Linked DNA regions of Pan troglodytes: region 2 is linked to region 1. A link is a contact called in public Hi-C data. All regions are on one chromosome and are shown on one strand. The core of a region is the stretch at or near the end of the contact, and the rest is flanking DNA. Distances in the headings are between cores, read along the strand shown. Region 1 has its middle 160 kb from the start of MIR3937. Region 2 has its middle 170 kb from the start of BCOR.

Region 1 (5,693 bases), core at 2,069-4,568:
CCTGGGAGAGGGCAGGACTAATCTCTGGAGTTGCACTATACAATACAGTAGCCACTAGCAGCGTTCAGCTACCTAAATGAACTAAGATAAAATAATTTATCCCCTTGGTGGTACTGACCACATTTTAAGTGCTCAGTAGTCACAGGTGGCTAGTGGCTATTCTATTGGACAGCACAGAGATGGAACAGTTCCATCACTGCAACTGTTGTGCAGCGCTGCCCTAGAGTTGGAGCAGCTAGCATCCACAGCCCAAGAGTGGGATTGGCCTCTAGATGGGTGGAAAGACACCTGGAACCAGAGGGTAGGCAGACAGGATGCTGTGGACAGACGTGTGATGGCAACATGCTGGGGTGGGGGAGGTCATGGTCTCTGTGAAGTGGAGTGTGGGGCTGAAGTCAGCTGAGTGGAGAATGAGGGAAGTAACTGTGTGTCGAGAGCTGAGCAGGAAGATGCAGGATTCGCAGGGCTGGTGGTGGTGCTACTGCTTAGCAAGGCTGAGTGATTTCCTCCTGCTGGGCTGGGCCTCCTGGGAGCAAGCCTAGAGGAGGGCAGGAGGGCCTGTTGGATTTATAGTGGGCTGATGTTTATCCAGGCTGTGCTACTGGGACAGGGGAGCTGAGGATCCTCAAAAAGGTGGCTGCAGGGATGGAGCACAGAGCTTAGGGCCTCAGAAGAGAGTTCACTCTGTGTACTGTGACAAGGAGGTTTGTGGTGTGCCTAGGTAATAGAGGACTGGAGAGAAGTCAGTGGAATGGGGGATTCAGCTATCTATTGGGTAGCAAACTACCCCAAAACTTAGTGACTTATATCAACATTTAGTTTGTTCATGAATCTGCTACTTGGCTGTACTCAGCAGGGATAATTTGTGCTTCACTCAGTGTCAGCTGGGTAGCTTGAATGGTGATGCAACTTGGCATCAACTGGGGTGGCTCAAAGGCCGGGATTGGAATCATTCGAAGGCTTGCTCTTTCACCTATCTGGTGGCTGGTGCTAGGTGGTGGCTAGGACATTAGCTAGGGCTATTGGCTGGAACACCTACACTTGACCTCTTCATGTGGTCTGGGCTCCCTTACAACATGGTGGATGGGTTGCAAGGGTGACAGTCCCAAGAGAAAAAGAGAGAAGGAAGCCATGCAATCATTTATGACTTAGACTAGGATGTATGTGGCTACATTCTATTCGTGGAGACAGTCACAAAGACCCACCCAGGTTCAAGTGGAGGGGAAAGAGACTTCTCTTGAAGGGGGTAGAGGCACGGTGCTGGAATAGCATGTGGGACCAGAAACATTGCTGTGGCCATTATTTGGAAAACACAATATGCCACAGAGTCCAAGAAGTGAAAAGCCGAAGTCTTATCCTTTCTCAGGGCAGGAGAGGAAGAGGTTTCACCAGGTTCAAATTGTTTCAATTTGTTCATGCAGCTAATATTTACTGAATACCTATTATGTTCCAAGCTCTGTTTTAGGTGCTGAGGATACAAAATGGATAAAAATCCCAGTCCTTGTGGAGATGACATAGTAGTGGGGGAAGAATCACAATAAACAAACAAGCAAGTGTTGGCTGGGTGCGGTGGCTCACGCCTGTAATCTCAGCACTTTGGGAGGCCAAGGTGGGTGGATCACCTGAGGTCAGGAGTTTGAGACCAGCCTGGACAACATGGAGAAACCCTATCTCTACTACAAATACAAAAATTAGCCTGGCGTGGTGGTGGTGGGGCGGTGGGGGGGCGCTCCTGTAATCCCAGCCAAGGCAGGAGAATTGCTTGAATCTGGGAGAAGGAGGTGGCAGTGAGCTGAAATCGCGCCATTGCACTCCAGCCTGAGCGACAAGAGCAAAACTCCGTCTCAAAAAACAAACAAAGAAAAAAACCAAGCAAGTGTTTATTATGTTAGGTGATGCTAAATGTTATGCAGGAATCACAGCCAGCAACAGAAAGTGAGCAGATGAAGGAAGGAGGGTAGGTGGAGCAGCTTGGGCCTCCTAGGAGCCGCTCTCCGCAGGGTGGAAGGAGGAAAGTCTGTAAACTGCAGGAAGGAGTGGGAAGGTTTGACCATTCCTTTTAATGTTGTATCCCAGCCGCCTAGCTTGTAGAGCTGGATAAACTTCTGTAAGGTGTAAGAAAAAGAGTCCCTCAGGCACTGAGTCGTTGTCCAAGGTCACCAGCTAGTTAGAAGCAGTGCACGAAGGGCCTGCAAAACAGAGGGCACATTTGACCCCTGACCTAGGAGGACTTGTGCATGCTGTCCGGTTTCTGAGCTAAACATTCCAGAGGGCTTCTTGGAAACTGGTGCCCCCAGGGAGTGTGTCTGTGCTCGCAAGTTTCTGTACCTTCAAAAAGCCGAAGGGTCCCAGTTGGAGCCAGTCCGAGATGGAGCGGGCTCAAGAAGGAAAGAACGTGGGGATTTAATTGGACTCAGCGAACCCTTCCCGGACCAGCCGGCGTAAACTCTCGGAGGCTGTCGCCTGTGCCCGGCTCTCCTCCCGGCCTGGGGCGCTTGGCAGAAACGCGGTCACGGAGAAGGGGTGAGGGTGGCAATCCCGGGTCTGCCCTCCCGTACACCTCCCTGCTAACCCACCCTGTCTGAAAGGCCACGGGGACCAGGCTACTGGGCATAGTGTGAGGACAAGAAGGGATGGAGGGCTCGGGACGGCGGGGACACGCGGGGGCAGTGTTGGGGGAGCTGGAGTAAGAGTGTTCCGAGAGGGGAACTCGGGCGCGGGGGTGCGGGAAGGAGCCTGGGGTTGGAGTATCCGGGGTGGGGGTAGGCCGGAGGAGGGGTGGTGTCTCGGAGTGGCGGGGCTGGGAACTCCCCGGGCGAGGCTGAGGCAGCATGGGGGGCCGGTGGTGGTGGCGGGGATTGGGGCCCCCGAGGCATCTCTGACCACAAAGGGCCGGGGAGCGCGGCCCGGCGGTCTCAGCGAGCCGTATTGATCGAAGGGCGGGCGCAGCGAACGCGCCGAGAGCGGCTCCATCCATTAGGGCCGCTGTTCGCCTCCAATTAGAAAAAAAATCATTACTCAGCAGCCAGCAGCGGCCTGCGCGCCGCCTGGGACCGCCTGCGAACAAGCGAGCCAGCGAGGGAATGGCGGGCCTCCCCCACCCCCGCGCTCCCACCCTCAGCCCCCGGCGCCCCGCCTCCCCCGGCCCTAATGACAACTATTAGAACTGCCTCCCCGCACCCACCGCCCGGCGAGCACAAAAGCGCGAGATTCATTTGGTAATCGGGGTAATTACAGTGGGGCGCGGGGGCGCACGCGGCGATGGCGGGCGCGCCGGCGGAATGCTAAGGGGCCGGGCGCGCCGCCCGCTCCCACCGCCCCGCCCTCCCCGCCCGGCCCCTAGCCCGAGCGGCGCCCGGGGCCGCGTCTCTCCTCGCCTAAACCCTCCCCACTGCCGCTGCTGTAAGGGGGCTGCCCCGGGGCTCCCGGGGACTGGAGGAGAAGCCCCCCGCCCCCCGCCACGGGTCCTCTCGTCCTAGCCCTTGGCAGCGCGGCCAGCGGCGCTCCGGACAAGATTTGCCACGTCCGGGAGCCGGAGAACCCCTCGGAGGTCCGGCCGCATAATAAATACCGCGTGCAATGTATTCACTCTGCGGCCCCCGGTTAATTTACACGCCCGCTCCAAGCCGTGCGCCCGCCTCGGCGCGCGCCCCGGCCTGTCGTTCCTATTTACAGGCGCGAGGCGCAGTCCCTCGAGAGGGCTTTTATCTTTTTCTTTCTTTTTTTTCTTTTCTTCTTCTTCTTCTTTTTTTTTTTTTTTTGAGAGATTTAGGATGGATGCAACGTGTCATTAAACCTGAAAGGAACTGTTATTTATCAGTAATGATGTTTTCCACAGGCCTTTTTCCTCACCTGCGCGGGCACAGGTACCACCTGGGTGGTGGATGCGGGGCGGGGGTGCCAGGAGGCCTGGGTGGGGGTAAACTGTGTGCGGGCCTAGCCGGAGGCGGCCGGGGCACCGCTGGAGGCCACCTCTCCAGACTCCGGGAACCCGAGGGCCTCTCCTTCACTTGGAGGCACGGTGCTGCACCCCCGTTGGGGGGTTCCCCTTGCAGAGCTGCCTAGAACGGCAATGTGTTAGGAGACGCCTCCGAAGAGCCTCCTCCTCCTTAGCTGGCAAGAAACGCAGACTCTCGGCAGTGCCATTCTTGCAGCAGAAAGGCCCTGTGTGACTCCAGCACTCGGAGCAGCCGCCTTATCTGGGGTGATTTCCCATCTGCCTCCCTGGGCCCAGGATTTCCTTCCTGCACAGGACTTATCTTGTCGGGAAGCAGAGCTGTGCGCTAGAGGCAGGCCCAGCAAATGGAATGCTCGTTCGGTCTTGTGTTCTTAATGACCCATAACAGAGTCCTCAGAGGTGAAAAACAAAACCCTCCACCCCCTTAACCATTTCTGTGCCCATCCTGGTCTGGGAGATTTCTTAATCCTGCTGCGCCGTCACACGGACTCCTCTCTGGATTTTATCCTGCGGCTGCCCGGTCCAACTCAGCCGCACCGGGACTGGGGTGGGGAGGCGGAGCCCTGCAAGGGCTTGAAGTAGGGACTGCAAACCCCTGAAAGAGTGGGCAAAATTCTGGGTAGATGCATTTTACCGAGGGGAGAGTTCTTAAAGGGATCTGAGACAGTCCCAAAGGTTAAGAACCACCTGCCATCCCTTTGACCTTGTTGAAGTTTGATCTCGGAGCCTAGCTTCATTATCAGAAAGAACGAGAATACCCCAAAGCAGTCGTGATTAAAATAGTGAGATAATGCTTTAATATTTGTAAACTGTACAGGCTTCTTCAAAGATAAATTATTAATGATGCCAAAGATGGCTGTGTGGTTGTGCGTGTGTGCACGTGTGAGTGCACGTATTTGTGAGGTGATAGTGCAGGAGAAGTGTCGGGGGAGTCACTGGGATTATATTATTTGTCCTGAGACCTCCCCCACCCTCCGCCCCTGACCATTTCTCTCTTCCTCAGGACCAAGTGGGGTTGATCTGGAATGTTGCCCCTCGGTTTTGAGAATCACCAAGGCTGGGTGGGAGAGATGGGCAGCAAGGTCTTCCTGCTGAAGCCCGTCTGGTCCTCAGGAGACCCATGGCCCCCTTGGGCACACAGTAGCCATCTGCACGGAGTAGGTGGCTACCACATCTTTGTGGAATAATGGAATCAATGACTGGATAGCTCAGTGGTCTTGGGCCAGGCCCACATCCCTTCTGTACTTGCAAGTAGAAAAGGACTCTGGACCCTTTCCAACTGCAATGTGTCTGTCTCTGGTGGTGGAGGCCCTTCGGTATCTTTTTTGATTCCATGTCTACCTTCTAGGAGCTCAAAGACTGAAATAACCAGAATCCAGGGTGTCAAGCATCCCCATAGAGATGGGGACTGATGTGGTATAGTTCATTCCCCTCATCCACACACTAAGAAGCTACGACAGAGAAAAGCTTGACTGAGGTCATGAGACCAGGGTTCAGAGTTCCCCTCACTGATACCCCCTTACCCCCACACAAAAGGACAGTGGCAGCCATGCAAGGGCACTGCCCAGACCTCCCTTCAGCGGAAAAGTTTCTGGAAGAAGTGTCATGGTCTGCTAGCCTCTGGCTGTGGCACCTTCGGGATCTGCTGCAGCATTCTTGCTGAGGCCACCCTCCCCAGGCTGTTCCCGCCCGATGACAGAGCATAGCAGGGGGACTAGAGCTGGGTCATTACTGC
Region 2 (5,875 bases), core at 3,138-5,637, 190 kb before region 1:
GGGCGCCTCTGCACTGAGGCCTGAGGGTGGGGCTGGATGATTTATGAGCCGTCACCCCACCCCGCCTCTCCCGTTTCACTCGTTTTCCTCGTCTTCTCCAGCTCAAACCCGGTTCCTAAAGTCTATCCCCAACCCTGCCCAGCGACCATTTGGCAATTTCAGGCTGTTGGAGCGCGGCTCCGGCTCCCGCCCCGGCGGGGCGCGTGTGCACAGAGCGTGGGTGAGGCCCCGATTGCTTTCACCAACCGCACTCCTGCCCGGGGCGAGGAGCCGACTAGCCGAGCCCGACCAGGCTGGGCGGCCGAGAGCGGCCTTGGCCGGAGAAGCTGGGAGGAAGGGCTGGCTGCGCGACTCCGGAAACCCCCTTAAGGTCACCGGGCGCGGGGAAACCGCCAGCCCACACCAGAGCAGAGGCCACTGCACCAGTCGGGACCAAGCCGCAGGTCTCCACATGGCCTCTGCTCTGGGGTATGCAGTTCTGCAAAGGAAACCCAGAGGTTGCGATAGAAGACGTAGCGCGGAGGCCACCACTGGTCCCAACACTGTGTCCTCCACCAAAGGGGTGCCGTTTCGCTCGGCCTTGGTACTCACTCTGCGAGCGATGGAGGCAGGGCATCCTCGAGTCTCCCGCACACGTGTGCGTGTTGTGTGTGTGTGTTGGGGGGGGGTGGCTAGTGTACGTGTATAGGCTTATGGGGACAATAAAAGGAGTGGGGTGCTTTTGGCAGCCGCTACGTTTCTTTCCGCTGAGACTTGAGAGGCCAGGGAGCAGAGGCGGCCAGCCGAGTGGGCGAGAGCCCGGCCTGACGTGGGGAGGAGACGTCTTCCCGTCGGGAGGCTAGGTAGCGTGCGCCCTCTTCCCTCCCGTCCCCTCCCCGCGCCGCGCCGCGCTGCGCCGGCCGCAGCCGGCAGGCTCGCTCCTCTGCCCGGTGTTTGTTTAACCCTCAACCCCTCCGCGGCAGCTGCGGGCAGAGGGATTCCTGGCCGCGCTAATCCTGGGGCTGGACCCCAACCCTGGTCGCCTGGAGCGCCCTTAGCCCTCCCGAACCTCGGGCCCGAAGGTCCCAGGGTGCCGGCACTCCCGCCACCCAAACGGGCCTGGGGGCCGTCAGGGGTCGACAGAAGGGGACCCTTGGCAAGGTCCCCATTGTTCCCCCGGGGCTGGGAAGCTGACTCACGCTCTGAGCACAGAGCGATGCGGAGTGTTTTCTCGGTAGCCTTTACCCGAGTGCTTTATTTAGACAGGCTTTATTTACAGTACACATGTTTTCGGCTCGTTATTCTGGAGGCGGGAATGGAAACTGGGCAGAGCAGGAGTTCTCCCCGTCAGCCTCACGTTTGGAAGGAGTTGAGACTCAGCCGAGTCGAAGGATCCCGCTCCTGCTTGCTGTGTTCTCTAGGGAGATAATGTCGAAGAAAACAGTGAAGGGGTGGGAGTGGAGGGCGCTGGGGAACACAGAGCGTCAGCCTCTCCCATAGTGCCCACGCTTCAAAATGCATAACACCCAGAGGAAGGTGAGACATCCTCATGCCCATTTTAGAGGGTTCAGAGAGGGCAAGGGCCGCAGAAGGTCACACAGACAACAATCGGTTGTGCGAAAAGGGTCTTTAACTCCATTTCTTGGGCTTCCTCACGGGTTTAGACCTCCAGGGTTACCCAGGTCTTGGTCTCTCGGGATTCCGGGAAGGGTCTTTCCTGGCGCCTCGAGTGGAGGTCAAGGCCAGCCAGGCGACTGGAAGGCCTCTGGTTGCCAGTCTGCAGTCAAGCATCCTTTTTGGCAGCGGCTCAGTAAGTGGGGTGGTCTGGTTAGGGACTGCAGGAAATTGTCTGAGCTAGATTAAATATTTTACAAAACCTTCGGGGGGCCTACGGTTGACTTGAAGCTGGCAATGTTAAACCAAACAAAAGTTAACGAGTTCTCTCCTGACTTTTTAGGTACAGTTCAGAGAAAACGGTGGGTAGCGCTCTTTAGAGGAAGCAAGTTTAATAGCGTTTCCTCTCATTTTTCTCCGTATCATTCTCTCTGCTGCTTGTAGAGCGTCATAGCCTCTCTGGGGCTGGGGTGGCAGAAAGGCCTCTTCGGGGTCCCTCTTTGAAAGGGCTGCAGCCGACTTGAGCTCCTGCGGCCACTGAATTCCATGCTTCTGACTCCTGCTTGGAGTAAAGAGCAGCCTCACCGGAAGTGCATGGCCCTAGGAACTGCACAGGACACAGTGCAGACACCTGAGGCCTCTTCTGGCCTTCCCCTAGGGCAACCCAGGGGGTGGGAGGAGAAAGGCCTACACTTCAGGACTCACGACCTAATAACAGCCTTTTCCTCGTTTTCTCTCCCTCTTTTGAGTCTTTAGCTGCAAATCCTGCACTGCTTTCTGAGGGCTGTCCTCAGTGTTTCCCTCCCTGAATCGCACACCCTTTTGTCCCTGCCTCCTGGCTTGAGTGTGACTGCTCCCTTGCACGATGCCCACCCCATTCCCATATTCAAGTTGCAGTGTAGAAGCTCTGCAGGCCAGAACTGAACTGTGGCCCTGCGAGAGAAGGAGGCAGCTTGACCTTTGCAGGAAGGGAAGAGAAGGCAGATTCACAGCTCGCAGCGCTGCAGGGAGACTCAGAGATGCAGGCGTTGTCACAGCCCCAGCAGCTCTAAGGGGAGCCTGTAAGAGGAAACCAGCTCCAGGAGGCGAGGGAGCTTCTGTGCGGAGTGTGTGCCCCAGCGAGATGCACAGGCCGCGCAGTGAGAGAGGAACTGCCTGGGGGAGCTGTGGCTGCTGCCAGCTCAGCGCAGTGTGGGGGTGGGGTGGGGGCTCAGAGAGGCTGGGGGGCTAAGATTAGGGCTGCCGTGGAGGATGGGGCCTCTAGAGAAGACAATAACTAAAGGAAGCTGCTCTGAAGAGGCCAGACCACCTGCGTATGGCTCATCAGATGGGGGGCAAGGTCCCAGCAGCTTAGGAAAGTATGCCCTAGGAAAGATAGATTTGCCAAAGGACACAGAGACTGGAGCTTGGTTGGGTTTTTACACATTAATTTTTGGGGGTGGTATCTTTGAGACAGGACCTTCCTAGGGAAAAATAGAGAGCCCTATACTTCTAAATCCCAGGGGATCCCAGGCGCAATGACCTACTCAGCGGGCAGCCCAGGCCCACCTAGGGTTTGTGTCCGGGCAAGGGGCTCCAGAGCGTGCAGCCCACATAGGTCCCTAACCAGGCTTTGGGGGAGGGGGTGGGTAGTGAAGGGGTGTGCCCGCTGTATATAGAGGCAGCTGCCATTTGAGGGTGGAGGTGGGGAAGGTGCTGCCTCAGCTTCGGCGCTGGAAACCATTGTTTGAGTCTGCACCCAGCGCTTCTCCAGCAGGGCTAATTCTCCACGTGTCCAATTTTCGTGTCTGAAAAAAAACAGCAGCACAGAAACAAAACCATATGACAGGACTGGGCTGCAAACCTTGAAGAATCGAGAGGGTGGGGGAGGTGGCGGCTGGGAAGGGGGAGGGTAAATGTGTGTGTGTGTGTGTGTGCGCGCGCGCCTGTGTGTGTGTGTTGGGGGGGTGGGGTGGCGCACAACTCAAAGTTTCGGCTATTTCCTACCCGATCTCACCTCCCGGCGTGCTCATCTGATGCAGTTCCAACTCCCTCAAACGATTCCGCAGCCCCAGCGCTTGCGGGAGTGTGGAATTACAGTCTGGAAGAAGCGAGGCGCTGCCGCGAGAGGCGACGCACCGAACCCGGGAGTGCGGAAGCGCAGGCCGGCAGCAGCGCGACCCCTGGGCCGCCTCTGGGCCGTGGTCAGCCCCCTGCGGCTCCGTCCTCCTGCCGGTCCCGAGCGGAGAGATGGGTCAACGCAAACCCTCAGCAGGATGGGGGGAGGGGAAAGAAGGGGGACAAGGCTTTTCCCAGAAAGCGGAGGGGAACTCGCTTCCCATCTCCGAGGCGCGATGATGCCCCCACCCCCCGCGCCCCGACCTCCCTGAGATTCGTTTCCTTAAAAAAATAGCCAAAGGCCAAACATTTAGCTACGGGTTGAGCCTTCCTCCCACCCCCACCCGGTGCCCTCTCTGAGTTCTCTAAACCCACGAGGCGCTTTAGGCCTGGCATCCCCCGCCCTCCCCCGCTTCCGCCTGTGCACGAGCCAGTGGCGGTCACTTCTGCGACTCTTTGGAGGCCGACGGCCAGGAGCTTTGTTCTCCTGGGGCTTCCCCCCTCCTGCCTGCCCCTCCCCCCTCCAAGTCATCCCGGTTTCCACACTTTATCTGCGCCCCCCCCTTTGACGTCCGCGCACACAAACAACCCTGGCCTATAATCTCATTAGCATAGGCCTCGGTCTGGGTGACCGCGAGGCTCCCTGCGCGCCCGCGCGCAGCGCTCTGTTTCGCTGCAAGCCGGAGTTTCCACCATGCATGCGCCCGGGGCGGGGGGCGGGGACGTTCCGGGTGACAGTGTTGGCTTTGGGGCAGGCCGGGAAGAGGAGGCCGCCCGGGGCAGCGGGAGCCGCGGGAGGAAGGCCCCTCCCAGCGCCCAGTTGCCTTGGTCCCCGGAGCAGATGGCAACTTTGTCTCCTGGTGTGCGCGCAGCGACTTTCAACACATTCAAAAGGCAGTGCTCAGGCTGTCGGGGAAGCCTAGCTGACATTCAGAACCGATTAAAGACCCGAGATGGTGCCAGGCGCAGTGGAGAGTTATGAATTAATCATGGGGGTTACCGATATCTGAGGCTCCCCAGGGCAGTCCCTCTATTATAAGCAGCCCCCACTGCCCACTCCTGACCCACTCCCCCCTCCCCCCCCGCCGCAAAGGGGTAGCCGCGGCGTCTTTTGCACTGCCCCAATTAACAGCCACGCGGTAATGTGAAAAGTGTTTGCCCTGCCACCCTCAGTGCGGTCTCAGGCCGGGGCGCTGGGCCTGCCAGACGCTCGCGGAGCAGCTCAGCCTTTGGGATAGGCCCGGAATGAGCTCTGTGCTCTGACCCGGGTATGGGGTGGAGTGATGCTCGTTCTCTGCCTCTGTGGCCCAGGTTCAGCTCCCTTCACCACCGTAGAAGGAGGCCCTAGATAGTGGGCGACGTCGGGGACCACCTACAACCTGGGTGCTTGTTTTGGGTCCCCAGAGCAGCTACAGGCTCGTGGTTTCGCGTTGTGGCTCTGGCGATGTTCCAGATATGGAAAAACGAGGTTCGTGTGTGCCGTGGAACTCCGCAAAGTCCCTGGGCCTCCTAGGAGGAACCCCCATGTCTGGAGTCATCCTAAATGACCCGCACCCCTGGGAATCAAGGCACACATCTCGACCACCGAACTTGCCGTTCTGCGTATTGTTAAATCACGCACACCGTTCTAATCTCCCCTATTTATTTCCCAGGCCTGCCTGGCCACAGATTTCTGCAAGACGGAGCAGGCTTCGGGTTCCTCCTGCTTCCAGAGGGGCCATAAAAAACAGATGGTCTCATTAGGAACAATTTATGCATATATATTTCGAAGAGTTCAGCAGAGCCGGCGTAGGTTTGCAGCCCCTGCGTCAGGCAAGAGCAAAATATCACCACTTGCAAATGTTTCCAGTTTGCAAAATAATGGCCTATCCAAAGTAGCTAAGCAACGAATTACTCAAACACTAGAAGGTTAGATGCCAATATTATCACATTCGTCCTGTTCCTTAAACCGTCCTCCTCCGCGGTCTTTGGATTTCGGAGGGAGGCTCCTGGGCCTCACACCCCTACGCCCGCGGCTTCCTTTCATGACTATTTCCAATCTCCAAGTCAAATCACTTATTAATTATAGAGGCAACTCGAGCAAACCCAATTACCCGTAGGCAGCCCTTCCCAGATGGGAAGTCTGTCTCGCACGGCTCCCACGGTGGCCCAGTTTCTTCTGGGGAGGTTTCTTTTGCGTCCGATT

Evidence for each region. A called contact is a pair of places that touch in the nucleus more often than the background predicts.
Region 2: a Hi-C map of stem cell-derived neural progenitor cells shows a contact between it and region 1, with 2.3 times the contacts expected there. The contact joins two enhancer-like sites. A contact is called at or near these places in 2 of 7 Hi-C or Micro-C datasets (induced pluripotent stem cells and stem cell-derived neural progenitor cells).

The regions. Positions count from the first base shown.
Region 1 is chrX:40,244,231-40,249,923 of NHGRI_mPanTro3-v2.0_pri, reverse strand. It overlaps the pseudogene LOC129138670. Among named protein-coding and RNA genes, the nearest start is that of MIR3937, 160 kb to the right of the region's middle. Within about 2 kb of position 3,318, at least 10 of the 24 cell types and tissues checked have an H3K27ac peak or open chromatin away from gene starts, as enhancers often do. A contact at or near this core is called in stem cell-derived neural progenitor cells, where this site is marked.
Region 2 is chrX:40,432,888-40,438,762 of NHGRI_mPanTro3-v2.0_pri, reverse strand. No RefSeq gene overlaps it. Among named protein-coding and RNA genes, the nearest start is that of BCOR, 170 kb to the left of the region's middle. Within about 2 kb of position 4,387, at least 3 of the 24 cell types and tissues checked have an H3K27ac peak or open chromatin away from gene starts, as enhancers often do. A contact at or near this core is called in stem cell-derived neural progenitor cells, where this site is marked.